3 separate regions of the Mus musculus genome follow, and regions 1 and 2 are each linked to region 3. Evidence: chromatin contacts called from public Hi-C and HiChIP or PLAC-seq data. All regions are on one chromosome and are shown on one strand. Each heading gives the region's core, a stretch centred on a gene start, on an enhancer-like site or on the middle of the called end of the contact. The rest is flanking DNA. Distances are from core to core; before and after follow the strand shown.

Region 1 (4,152 bases), core at 762-3,261, 180 kb after region 3:
GAGAGAGAGACAGAGAATAATGGGAACTGGTAGATCAATCAATCAGCAAATATTTATTGAGCAGCTACCCTGGCTGGCAGCTGGAGCGAGCTCAGCTGGAGGGAGGCACATTAGAAAATTGTCTATAAAAAGGTGGTTGTGGGGGAGAGGGAGAGATGTGTTCTTCTGGAACAGGATAGAACAAGAGAGGCTGCTTTGTTGTCTGGCTCGAGAAGGGGCGGAGGGGGGGGTCGTCATTTGCACGCAGCTTTTGTGATGAGCACCTGTCAGGGTTGTAGCAGCACAGGCTTCAACCCACTGATGAAGCTATGATCCCTGGGGTGGGGACAAATCCTGGGGAAGCCAGGGCTAGCATGGCCAGGGCTTCTCACCCTCCTCCTTTTCTTCTTCCTCAGGGCTCTGGAAGATACTCTATCTACATAGCCAACTATGCCTATGGTGATGTGGGGCCTGATGCCCTCATCGAAATGGACCCTGAGGCCAGTGACCTGTCCCGGGGGATCCTGGCACTCAGGGACGTGGCGGCTGAGGCTGGGGTCAGCAAGTACACAGGTAAGCAGAGTTATTAGTAGAGGGGCTGGGGCTGGGGGTCCAGGGCCCTGCAGAGAGCTGTGTCTAAGTCATCAGCAACCAGGAGGACAGAGAAGGTTTATAATCCCTGAGCAGGGAGGAAGGCATTTTCCCTTCCCACCATGTATGCTGCCTCTCCAAAGGGGAGGTGAGATCCCTGGCAGGTGTGAGCTTGGCGGGGTGGGGATACCGTACAGCAGGCATGAAGTGAAAGGGAAAGAACACCATGTATCCTGTCCCAGGAACCCCGTGCCCCCTCCCCTGCTGTAACCCCAGTGATGAGTGAGCAGATTGCATTGGTGAAATCTGACAGATCACAGGAGCTGAGATTTAAAGCTTTCTTTATTGCCCAACAGCAGATGAAATTATTTACTTACACATAAGCGGCCAGGAATTGAGCGCTAAGTCCCTAAGCTCCGGCTGGGTCCCGTCTCGGATAACTGAGCTCAAAGAATTGTGTTCTTGTTCCAAACCCTCTCCCGCACTTTTTATGGAAGGTGCGCTCCCCCCTCAACTTTCTGGATGGGGGACCTATTGTCAGAGAGAGCCTCTGACAGGAGCTCTTTCTAGGGAAGGCTGTTTTTCTAATTCCAGCAGGGCTGCTGACTAAACTCTGATAATCTGCCAATAGGCTGTTGATGGCAGAGCCATCCAGTTCCTGTTGTGAGTGCCAAAAATCAGGAAGCCAGGCCTGTGCATAACAACTTGGTCTCGTTCACACCCGCCTTGCAGTTGGGATGTAGAAATCCTCCCGTTAGCTAGCCTTCCCCGTACATCTGCTCCAAGTTATACCACGGACACGACCACAGCGTCGGCCAGCCTACACTCAAGGCTTGTGGAGCTGGAAAGTGGCAGGGGAGATGAAGTGGGCCCCTCCCTTCCTCCAGACACTGGGCTGGTAGTAGCAAATCTCCAAGTTGCATGCTGGAAAGGTTGCAGGAGTGAGCGGTGCCCTTACCCAGCCGACTTGCCACCTCCATGAGAGACAGAGATTGATGCTGGCCTATCTGACAAAGTTTTTGGGGACAAATGACTAGACAATAAAATAGTTTGCATGGCTCAAGCCCCATCAATGTGCCTGAGAGCCCTGGGCATAAACGTGCGGCGGAGAGGCTGAGTGTCAGTCATAAACCATGTTTCCCTGGGAAGAAGAATAAACATGAGGCGCTTCAGCCCAGATTGGTACAGTCAATTTTTCTGAGTAAGCTCCCAGTTCTGTGTACTGGGCTGGCTTGGCAATTAAGTGCCTTGATCTTGCAGGAGAGGGAGGGGTATGGGCTGGGGGATGAAACACTTGAAAATGATGAGATGGAAGGGAGGCAAGGACGGGGAGAGTGCATTACACGCAGAATGGAAGAATTCAGGAGGCTGGAGCATGAAGGGGGCATTGTTCACGCTGGCTGGGCTGGCACAGAACCCAGGAGGGATAGGAGGGGCGCAAGCAAAGACAGCTGAGGAGCAGAGATGCGATGGGAGCCCCAGCCAACTGTGCTGGCCGTGCTGGAAGGATAGGGCAACCCAAGGCGGGGGCAGCAGCTTCTGTGGAGGGATGGAGGAGGCCGGGGCAGCTGGCATACCCAGAGGACACATAAGAGCAGTTCTGCAGACTTCCAGAAGCTATTTGGCTGGCAAGAACCAATTTGGCCTACCAAGTTACTGTTCTGTCTGCCTGCCTTCCCCAGCCCCCCAACATTATCCTGCAACCCCCACTTGTCACTCGGTTAATGACACATGGACATCTGGCTGGGAAATGACCCCAGAGTGCTCCCTTGAGCCCTAGGAATGAACCCCAAATGTAAGGGCCACTATGCTGAGCCCAGCCCAATGGCCAAGACTCTGGGCAGGTGGCCAGCGCTCATTGCCAGAATAGTGCAAGGAAGGGGTCTGGGAAGCCAGGAGGGACAAGCAAGGCCTAAGCAGGCTGGGAGGGAGAAGCAAGCAGTGGCCAGATGTGCTTCAGGGAACTGAGGCTTCTGCAGCCAAGCCACAGAGCTCCCATTTTTTTTTTGAGGGCAGCCACCAGGACTGGGTGGGAGGACCTCCCATTTGCCAAGGGATCAGACTAGGTCCAAAGAGCAGAAAGGACTTGTACAAGGTCACTTAGGAGACTTGGAGAAAGCCAGCACTTGGGGCCTTATGTCCTGATGCTTAAACCAGCCATAACCAGCTGACCTTTCTGATGACCTCCAACTAGAGCAAGCTGCTCCCAGCTGGTAAAGGGAAGGCCCCTTACCCTCTGGGTATGAATTGGCAGACAGGCCCTGAACTGTGTATGCAGGTTGTCAGGCCAAAGCAGCTGTCTGGCCTGGGGTGCTCAGGACAGCAGGCTGCAGTGGTGGGGGGCTGGAGAGCAATGGCACGCAAACCACACACAAGTTGTTAGTTGTGCAGGAGGGGGGAAGGGAGATCTCTCCAGACACTATTGATTCTGGCATCCACTACCACTCTGCTGGGTCACAGTGCCATCTAGTGGCTGAAATGCCTGCTCTCAGGGGACTGAGCCCCTGGAGGGTGTCTGAACCTGAGCTGCTAGTACCCACAGTGGCAGTAGAGAGCCTGCTGTCCCTTGCTGTGGCTCCCTAACCACTCCAAGGTCTCTTCAACTATCAGAGACCACTTGGAGCCAGGAAAGGCTGGGAGCTGAGATGTGTGGGAACCCTGAGAAGTGGTGTCCGTCCCACAGAGGGTTTGGCATAGGAGAGAGCAGCAGTCCTGTGGTATCTCACCAGGCACCTTGACCCAGCCAACTAGCAGAGTGGCTAAAGGGAGCAGGCTTACGCCGGCCTGGACAGCCATAGAAGACAATGACCTCTCCCCACACAAATTCTACCTTCACAGTGTTTTGGAGAAGGAAATAACATGGGGATGCCTAGTCCATAGCCTGGGCCTATGGCTCTGACACAGTGGCACCAGGCTTCTCTGCTGGGCATCTCCTGGGGCCTTGAGCTAGCTCAAGGATGGAGCTGAGAGAGCCAGCCCATCTGTCATGGAGGCATGAAGTCTGTGTCTTCCCGTCTAGGCACTATGCAGGCGGGCATCTTTATCCCCTCCCCAAATGGAGTGCAGCTTTCTGTCACCGTCATCCTTCTTCCCTCTGCACATGGCCTCCTTCTCCCAGGCCCTACCCTTTTCCCAGGACCTCTGCACTCAGGCCACACCCCCTTTGAGGGAGCATCTGCCCAGGCTGCAAGGTGGTGATTAAAGAAGCCTTTAAGGAAATTTGGAAAGAAAATGGAGGTGGATTTATGATGTTGGGTGGAGAGTTCTGCTGTTGGCTGGGAGCAGTGTGGAACAAAGCGGAGGGCAGATCTGATTTATAGGAAGTCATTATTGGAGGAGACGGAGAGGCCCAAAGCCCAGCTGAGCCCTTCTGGCAGATCCCCATCAGCAGCAATGACTGGTGTCTGCCGGGTGGGGGCTGAGGAGCCTCTCAGGTTTCCAGGTGGGTGTCAGCCATCTAGATAGCTGTAGCTCAGCCAGCACTAGCAGCCAGGACCAGACAAGGCTAGAGAGACAGGTACCTCAGCCAGGTCCAGAAACCCCAGGAGGGTCCCCAGAGGGGTTCCCAAAGTCCAGGATACA
Region 2 (4,355 bases), core at 1,307-3,806, 170 kb before region 3:
CCGCCGCAGGGGAGTGACCCCCTCCCTATCTACACGGCTGGCTGAGAACTCCCTGGAGGAATTCTAGGCTGGGAGGGAGGATCCCCAGCATGCCCCAAGTAATCCTTTTCTGTCTCATTGCTTCTAAAATGCTTATCACCTGCCAGCGTGCAATCGCTTTACGGAGTGGCTTGTCACCACGCCATTAAACTTGCTCCTATATATTTCTTTGGCCATTTGGCTTTCCCATCTCACCGGTGGGCTTCTGTCTGTGCTGAGCTGTGAAGCTGTCTTGGCTGCTCCCTCCACCCCAGAAGCTTTGCCCCCAAACGTTTAGAAGACGAGAACAGGCAAAGTGACATAGACACCCAATCTGGGCACCAGCACCCCCCTGGGCCAGTGCAGAAGGAGCACTTGAAGCTGGCCTCAGCCTCAGGATGAAGTGCAGGACTGACCTCAAGACACTTCAGAGAGAGCAAGGAGGCAGGAATTCTAACCTCACTGCTCTGAGCAATGCCGCCTCACTTCCTGGCCCAAGTCATCAGGAAATTATCTACTTCCTTTTAATGTCTGGGCCCCACCAGACAGTGAGCTCCCAAGGACAGAGGTAATAATAGCACTGACAGCCACCACTTGTTCAGCTCTTACACAGGCGTGCACTATTCTAAGTCCCCAGTGTCTTTAACTTCACGGAGGCCTCCTTATAGCTCAGAAACTGTGCTGCCACCAGCTTCCCTGGGGAGGGAAGGACACTGACGCCCGGAAGTTTCGTAACTGGCTTCCGATGGAGATAAAAACTCAAGTTCAGTCCAATGAAAGCCAAATTCCTCTGTGCCAATCACAGTGTGAGACACACTGCAGGTGCAATGCGCCCAAGGAACCAGTAGATAAATGGGTGCCTTTTCCCTACCACCCATCAGCACACTCCCCCTTGTGGTTTGAATGTGGAATCTCCCCCACAGTCTCATGTGTTTGAACACCTGGTTTCCTGCAAGCTCTGCTGTTTTGGAAGATGGTGGAAACACTTCAGGTGGAGTCTTGATAGAGGAAGTATTAGGGGCTGCCGTGAGCCTTACATTTTTGATAGCCTTGCCCTCACTTCCTGTCAGCTGCTTCCTGGCGGGTGGTGTAATGGGACCAGCTGCCTTCCCCACCGCACTGGGTCTGTATCCTTACAACTGTGAGCCAAAGTAATTTCTTTCTCCCTTAGGTTGCCTCTTGACAGGTTTTTGGTCAGAGTAACACAAAAAGTTAAATATTTCCTCTTCTTACACCTTGCCCTTGGGCCTGGATGCAGAGGAAAAGGTAGATATAGAACTCGGCTTCCCATAGTATGAGTAGGGAGGGCTTATTGCTTCTTCTACAGCGGTGGTTCTCAACCTGTGGGTCTCAGTCCCCTCAGGATCAATGGACTGTTTCACGGGGGTCACCTAAGACCACCAGAAAACATAGATATTTACGTTGCAATTCGTCACGGTAGTAAAATTACAGTTATGAAGTAGCAACAGAAATAATTTTATGGTTGGGGGGGGTCACCACAACACGAGGAACCATATTAAAGGGCCACATCTTCCATCTTCAGCCCTCTGAGACCTAAAATACAGCATAATGTACATCAGGTATGTCCAGAGCCAGCCACTGTGAGTTTAGGCCTCACCTCTGATGCTTGTCAGTATATAACGTCATACATTCTTCTCTGTACCTCAGTTTCCTAACTATGAAATGAGATATTTGGTTGTTCCCCTCATAGCTTCTGGGAGGACAAAGTGAGTTCGATAATTGTCCTTTCCAAGCCTCTGTGCCCCTACTCTATGATACCCCAAGCGAGGGGACAGCGGCCTCCAAGCCAGAGAGAGAAGGCCACTTCTCCTCCCCACATCTTTCTCTGGAGCACCTGGCAGAAAAGATCCTAAGGAGAAACTGGGAGACCCTAGCGCGCCAACAGGCCCTCGGAGGGAGGCCATTTCTGAAGCAGAGATGAAGTGACTGGGGCCGGGCCTCTGTAGATCAGACCTAAGCAGAGATGCCAGCTCCACCCCAGAAATCCTGGAAGCCAGTTCCACCTCTCTGGGGCTCAGTTTCCCAACATAACATGAGGAGCACCCTTGGACTCCCCCCTCATGGCGTTACTGGGACATTTAAATGCATGTGACTCAGGACAGACTAGAAACAGTGACTACTTGGTAAGGTATGCAGAGATTCCCACAGATTCTTGATGACCCAATCTGAAGGCTAAGCTCAGGGGGGGGGGGGGCATGTCTCACAGAAGAGCTGGTGGCTCAGAAAGCCTGGTGACAGGCCTGAAGCCAGTCCAGGACCATGGGACATCAAAGAACACTGCCAGGCTATTTTCCAACCTAGAAACAAATGTCACCACGCCCATGTAGGCATTTCCGTCTTACCACAGCACTGGCAAGCTAAGTGGCCTCCAAGCACTGACTCTGCTGGGTAAACAGCCCTGGCTACGTGTCACTTTGGAGAAGAGCTATGGCCACGAGGTCCAGGCTTGGAAGCTGGGTCCTGTCAACAGATTCCCCTCTTCAGCCCGCACATGGATGTTCGGACAAAGTCTGGCTCTTGGCAGGGTGAGCTCAGCACAGAGGCAAGCAGAGTCCTGTGCACCACGCTGCCAAGCCGGCCCAGAGGCAAAGGGCCCGAATCTGTTGTTTTCCAGTGTGTTCCTCTGATTACAATTCAGGCTGCATCAGTCTCCTGCTGGAACCCGCTCCTGCATGTGTTCCGAAAGCCACGCGGCACTCACGTGCCTGAACACTTGTTTGCTGACCCGAGGGATCCCTCTAGCTCAAAGGCTGAGAGGTTTGAGTAATCCCCCAATTTGGAAGGACACCCGTTTTAAGCTAGATCCTAGCTGGAGCTAACATCTTTTCTGACCAAGAGAGCAAAGAGAAGCTTCTGTAGTCCTCGCAGCAGAGCCCCATGGTCTGTTGAACAAAGAAAGGGGCGTGTCCTTCGGCTTTGACAGCCCAGGCCCCCACCGTGGAGCTGCCTGCAGGCCGATGGGGCTCCCCTAGACTATTCCAAAGATGTTTGCAAACATTCCCCAGGGGCAAGAGGGCAGTAGAGGAGGGACCATTGCAAAATTCAGAAAAGTCTGGACTGAAAAAAGTTGAGCCAGTATTCTTCTTAGAACCTTTAAAAATAATGTCAGTGAGCTCTAAGAGAAGTTTCTGGAAGCCCTGCCTCTCAGTTATGCTTGACAACTTCTACCTCAGTAGTGTGAGGTTGCCAGGACTACCTACTGGCCTTCCCCACCCCACACATACATGGCTCTAAGAAGGTATCGATAAAAACTCGTCGAACTTTATTTAATGCTAAAATTCCTTTCATGGATATTTGTCGGCAGCTTAGAAGAACTTTATCCTTGACATTCAAGAAGCACATTTTAATGTCCCCAAGGGTCCCTCATGTCTAGGGACAGTTTCTACCTTTGGCTCAATTAATTGTGGCTTAAATTCCAGCCCAAGCTGTCACTGGCTTCATTTTTGTTTTGCTTTGTTTCATTTATTATTGACGTGGGCACAGGGATGCACTCCCATAGCACACATGTGGAGGCCTCGGGGCAGCTGGGAGAGTCTGCCTTTTCTCCTATTACCTTTATCTGGGTTGCAGGGATCCAAGGTAGCCAGCCAGCCTTGCACAGAAAGCACCCATGCTGAGCCGTGTTGCTGGCTCCTGAGAAATGTTCCCTGTGATCTTCATACTAACAGGTCAGAGAAAAGCCACCAGTCACACTCAGCCCAAGACCTTGGTTCTCCTTCCTGGATGTGTGGCCCTGGACACATCCCAGACTCTGTGCCTCCTCTGGATCCTGGATTCTGTTATCTGCTAGGCTCACATGGAGGATTTAAGGAGGGAGCGTGTTAGACACACAGTAGGGGCTTGTTAGACACACAGTAGGGGCTTCCTCAGCATCAATCCCTTTCCTTGATACATTGTTACGCTTCTGAAACACTGGGCAAGTAACAGAGACAAGTTGAACCTAAAAGCCTGGAGAATGTAGAAAATAAAAGAAACTAGAAAGCTTTACCAACCTATCATTGTGAACGCCAAGGAAGATTCCAGAACATTGGCTCCATTGGCTGGAGGTAAGCATCTCCTACAGTGCTGGCCCAGTGTAGAGAGGCCTCTCCTTAAGGTGTTTGCACTGAGTCAAAACCACAGCGTGTCTCTTACTTACCCTGAGGTTTCAGCAAATAACTCCCAGTCCTCATACCTAAGTCCCGCTCTGGTCTCAGCACGAGGCTCTGACTGCAGACCAAGGCTCTGGCTGGCAAAAACGGGTGGATGCTGGAGGAATCCGATGAAGAAGACCTGTATCAGCCACCTGATAGATGTGGGATTTGGGCCTCAGTTTC
Region 3 (3,937 bases), core at 298-2,797:
CCTAGGCACTCACCCCTCTGCTAGGGATTGTGGGGATCCTCAGAATGGGGGGGGGAATAGTTGCTAAGCTTACCAAGTTTACGAGGTTGTAAAATTGCAGTTGGTCTTGAAAACTGGGGCTTAGGCAGAAGCTGTTTCTGAGGTCCCCCAGTGGAGAAAGATGCTGACAACTGCCCAGGGCTCTGTCCCCTCCAGGTTACCTGGGACCCGGAGGCAGAAACAAGAATGCTGTTGTGCGCAGCTTTTCCTAGGCTTGGCTGGAGGCCTGAGGAACACTGGGAACCACGTTGCTAGAGAAAAATCAGACCAACTACATGGCAGGGGCTGAGAGAGGGGACAGGGAGGGTGGTGGCCAGTTGGGATTAACAAAATGGAGGAAGCAAGAGGGTTTAACTATGGGGCTGAGCTCTGGGAGAGTGACGGACTTTTTCCTCAGGCCTTGCCTCTTCTCCTTGAGAAGGAATAAGTTGATGACACCTGGCTCATGAGGCAGACCCTCTGCTAGCTTAGTTAGCACCAAGGCTGGGGAGCTGACAGTGGGCTGGATTAGTCAGTTAACAAATCTTTACCACACTCAGACAATCCAGTTCTGCCCCTTACTTGCCACACGCTCTTGGGTAGGTCACATGACTTCCCCAAGCCTTGTTGTCCTCATCTGTAAAATGAGCCTTAAAACCTTGGAGGGTTGTTCTTGGGAGCGTGTGAAATAATATATAATATATATTAGGGCCCCAGAATTCTAGCTGTTGTTTGTTTTGATGTGTGTGTGTATTTATGTGTGTGAGGTGTGTGTGTGTGTGTAAGAAAGAGAGAGAGAGTGAAAGAAAGAGGAAAGAGAGAGAAAACACATACACAGGCATACATGCATGCACATATGTATGCTTGTGGATACATAGAGAAGCCGGAGGTCAAAGGTCTTGCCCAACCACTCCTCTACCTTATGTGTATTTTGAGGCAAGGTCTTTCATTAGCTTGGCACCCACCAATTAGCCTAGCCACCAGGTCTCAGGAGGCCTCTTGTCTCTGCTTCCTAGCACTGGGCCTTACAGGTATCTGGCTTTTTAAATGGGTGCTGGGAACTCAGTACTCATGTTTGTGTACAAGCCCCTTACTGCTACACAGGGATACCCTGTTTCTAGCAAACAAACACTATGGTCCCCCTCCCCTTCTTGTATGTAATGAGGAGACAGAGACACCAACAGGGATAACAGAGCATAGAGCATGACCATTGTTAGAGCCGGAGCCTTTGTACTGGAACCATGAGAAGGAGTAATTAGTTCTGCCTGGAGAGGGCAGGGAGGGCTTCCCCAGGAAGGGACACTTGAGCTGGCCCATTAAGTGGATCACCTGGTAGAAATCGAGGAGGAGGGCAGCCCAGGCAGGGTAGCAAGATTTGAGGAATTGCTACCCAACCTTCTGTCAGCCTGCAGCCTGGCAGGGAGGCGGCAGTGGCTGCCTTGAAAGTGGCTTAGAGCTTTCAGTACCAGTCTCTGTGTTAGGCTGGATCACTGGGCTGGTTGTGAAGTGTGCTCCATTTACAGTGGGCCTTTGTTTGCAAGGGTGGCTCTGCTCAGGCCACATGGCTCTGGTGAGACAGAAGCCACAATGGAGAAGGAAGGAAGACAGCAAGGGACGACAGGAAGGAGGCTGCAGCTAAGACCAGGCCCTGCCCTTGCAGTCACACTGCAGCAGAAGCCCCAGCATCTCTCTGCAGTAGTTAGCCATCTCCCTGGTAGCACTGCATCCTGCTGCAGCCACCCGCTGCCACTGCCATTCAGACAGCCCTCACAGCAGATTCTCTTGCACACAGGCTAAGACTCTGGGGTGAGGTTGGGGGAAGGGGAGGGGGGGTCTCAAGACATTCACTGCCATTCTGGGACGGTCCATGAGCCCTAGGTAGGGTTTCTTTTGGGCTGACAGGAGGCAACCTCAGTCTCTTTTGCAGGAGTGAAAGGACAGTCCCCACCTGTTAAGTTGACTCTCCTTTTCAGAAAGAGCGAGCGGTGCTGATGAAGAGTGATAAGTGTCTTTCACTGGGGAGGAAAGGATTTTTAATAACGTCTGTTGATGACTCTTGCCCGGCTCCGCTGAGATACAGAGGCCCGTTCTTCTCCCTGTTAATAACCCAGAGCAACTGTACCGCAGAGGGAGCTGGCTTGGGCTCTGTCTCAGTCCGGTGGCACCACAGCACTCCCTCCAGCCAGCATCTTTTCTTCCTTCCTCAGTATCCTTCTTGCTCCCACCCCCAGATCACTCGCCCGCCTCCCCCTTCTTCTTTCCCTTTCCTTCTCCTTTCCCTGAGAGGCTGGGACAGAGCTTCTCGCCAGGGAACAGGAGAAGGTAAGTGACCTGTCATCACCCAGTGACCACAGAAGCAGACCTCACCCAGAAGCTTTGTGTCAGTGGACTTCAGCCTGCATTTGAATCACCTATAACGCTTGCTAATGGCAGACTCCTAGATGCTGTCCTGAGCCTCTGCTGTCTAGCTCAGCCGAGAGTCCCAAGAATCACAAACCCCACCAGCCCCTTGGAGCACAGGCAGGAGGCTATACACCCATTTGAAAGCCTCAGAGACGAAGAGGGACAAGCTGCAGGCTCGGACATCATCCCTCTCCTCTCCTCTCCTCTCCTCTCCTCTCCTCTCCTCTCCTCTCCTCTCCTCTCCTCTCCTCTCCTCTCCTCTCCTCTCCTCTCCTCTCCTCTCCTCCCCTCCCCTCCCCTCCCCTCCCCTCCTCTCCTCTTCTCCTCTTCTCCCTTCCCTTCCCTTCCCCTTCCCTCCCCTCCCCTCTCCTCTTCTCTTCTCTCTTTCCATCTCCCTTCCTGTCTCTCTCTCTGATCCCATCTAATACCCTTTTTCCCAACTCCTACACAGTTGAGTCCTTGCTCATATTGGTACACTGGGAACGTGAACTGTACGCTCTGCTGAAATTGGTTTTGTGGAAAGAGTAGCTAATATGTAATGAGCATGTTAGGAACCCAAGCAAGCACTCTACACACCTCACATGTCCTAGCAGGTACTGAGCATGTACATGTTAGGAACCCAGGCAAACACTCTACACACCTCATGTGTCACCTCAATGACGCTGAGGATCGAGCTGCCTTCTGTTTACTGCCCTTACATGATGCAGCCAGGACTCTACGCTGGCAAAGTCAGCCGAGACGGACATGCAAGCTGCTAGTGTGCTGTACACAGCCCTAACCCTCCACACGCCGCATAGTACAAGTACACTGGAGTTGGTTAAAGGGGAGGAGACTCCTGAGTGGAGCCATGGTGATGGTTTCTTTTTCCCAGCTAGAATAGTCTTCAAGAGAAAATGGCTCTTTTCACAATTGCCACTTATCCAGCGGCCTTCCTGTGTTTAGCCTTCTGTCTTTCCTCCTGATTGACCTGCCTTCTTCTCCCCACCTTCTCACAAGCTGGGCGGCTTGCCTACAGAGAGGCCTTAAAGATTCTCTCAGATGTCTCTCCCCTGCAGCCCTGACACCAAAACCAGGAGGCTGGGCCACCGGAGCCAGCTTTTTTCCTTTACTGTTTTCTGGCATTCACACCAGCCTGACACCGCCCTCACTCCATTCCTCCTAAGCTTCCCTCGATCTAGACAAGACGCCGGTCACTTGAGCCTCACAATTCTGAGACCTCTACCATCTGTTACATCTGCTGTCACCTTGTGTGTCCCCCTCAACGCTGCACAGTTGCCTCCCTCACCAAGTAAAACCTTTGTCACATGAGCCAGCCCCTGCTTCTGCAGCGTGGAACCTCCTTTGGCCACTAGGACTTTGCCTATGCAGTGTCCCCGTCAGACAATCTCGCCTTGCTCATTCTCTCTAATTCCAGCTCTTCATCCCTTTAACAGCTGAGTTCAAAGCCTTCACCTTCCTGAGCCTCCCTCCCTTTACTCCTCTGCCTTCCGTGTCTGTGGATCACACACTCTCACAC

Evidence for each region. Hi-C and Micro-C count contacts between places; a contact is called where the count stands out from the background. HiChIP or PLAC-seq counts read pairs in DNA pulled down with a chosen protein or histone mark.
Region 1: an H3K27ac HiChIP or PLAC-seq map of neural progenitor cells shows a contact between it and region 3, with 10 times the contacts expected there. The contact joins two enhancer-like sites. A contact is called at or near these places in 1 of 484 Hi-C or Micro-C datasets (the N1E-115 cell line), 2 of 115 datasets of contacts at active chromatin or transcription factors (embryonic basal ganglia and neural progenitor cells) and 1 of 9 other capture datasets (embryonic stem cells).
Region 2: a contact with region 3 is called in a Hi-C map of cortical glia, with 3 times the contacts expected there. The contact joins two enhancer-like sites. A contact is called at or near these places in 3 of 484 Hi-C or Micro-C datasets (the G1E-ER4 cell line, cortical glia and pre-megakaryocyte-erythroid progenitors) and 2 of 115 datasets of contacts at active chromatin or transcription factors (embryonic stem cells and neural progenitor cells).

What each region holds. Positions count from the first base shown.
Region 1 is chr19:42,315,005-42,319,156 of GRCm38.p6, reverse strand. Crtac1 (cartilage acidic protein 1) reads left to right here. Exons shown (of 15, transcript NM_145123.5): 5 at 396-552. Among named protein-coding and RNA genes, the nearest start is that of Mir3085, 37 kb to the right of the region's middle. Within about 2 kb of position 2,011, at least 63 of the 459 cell types and tissues checked have an H3K27ac peak or open chromatin away from gene starts, as enhancers often do. A contact at or near this core is called in neural progenitor cells, where this site is marked.
Region 2 is chr19:42,658,157-42,662,511 of GRCm38.p6, reverse strand. No RefSeq gene overlaps it. Among named protein-coding and RNA genes, the nearest start is that of Gm25216, 40 kb to the left of the region's middle. Within about 2 kb of position 2,556, at least 99 of the 459 cell types and tissues checked have an H3K27ac peak or open chromatin away from gene starts, as enhancers often do. A contact at or near this core is called in cortical glia, where this site is marked.
Region 3 is chr19:42,491,306-42,495,242 of GRCm38.p6, reverse strand. No RefSeq gene overlaps it. Among named protein-coding and RNA genes, the nearest start is that of Gm41850, 6.8 kb to the right of the region's middle. Within about 2 kb of position 1,547, at least 31 of the 459 cell types and tissues checked have an H3K27ac peak or open chromatin away from gene starts, as enhancers often do. A contact at or near this core is called in cortical glia and neural progenitor cells, where this site is marked.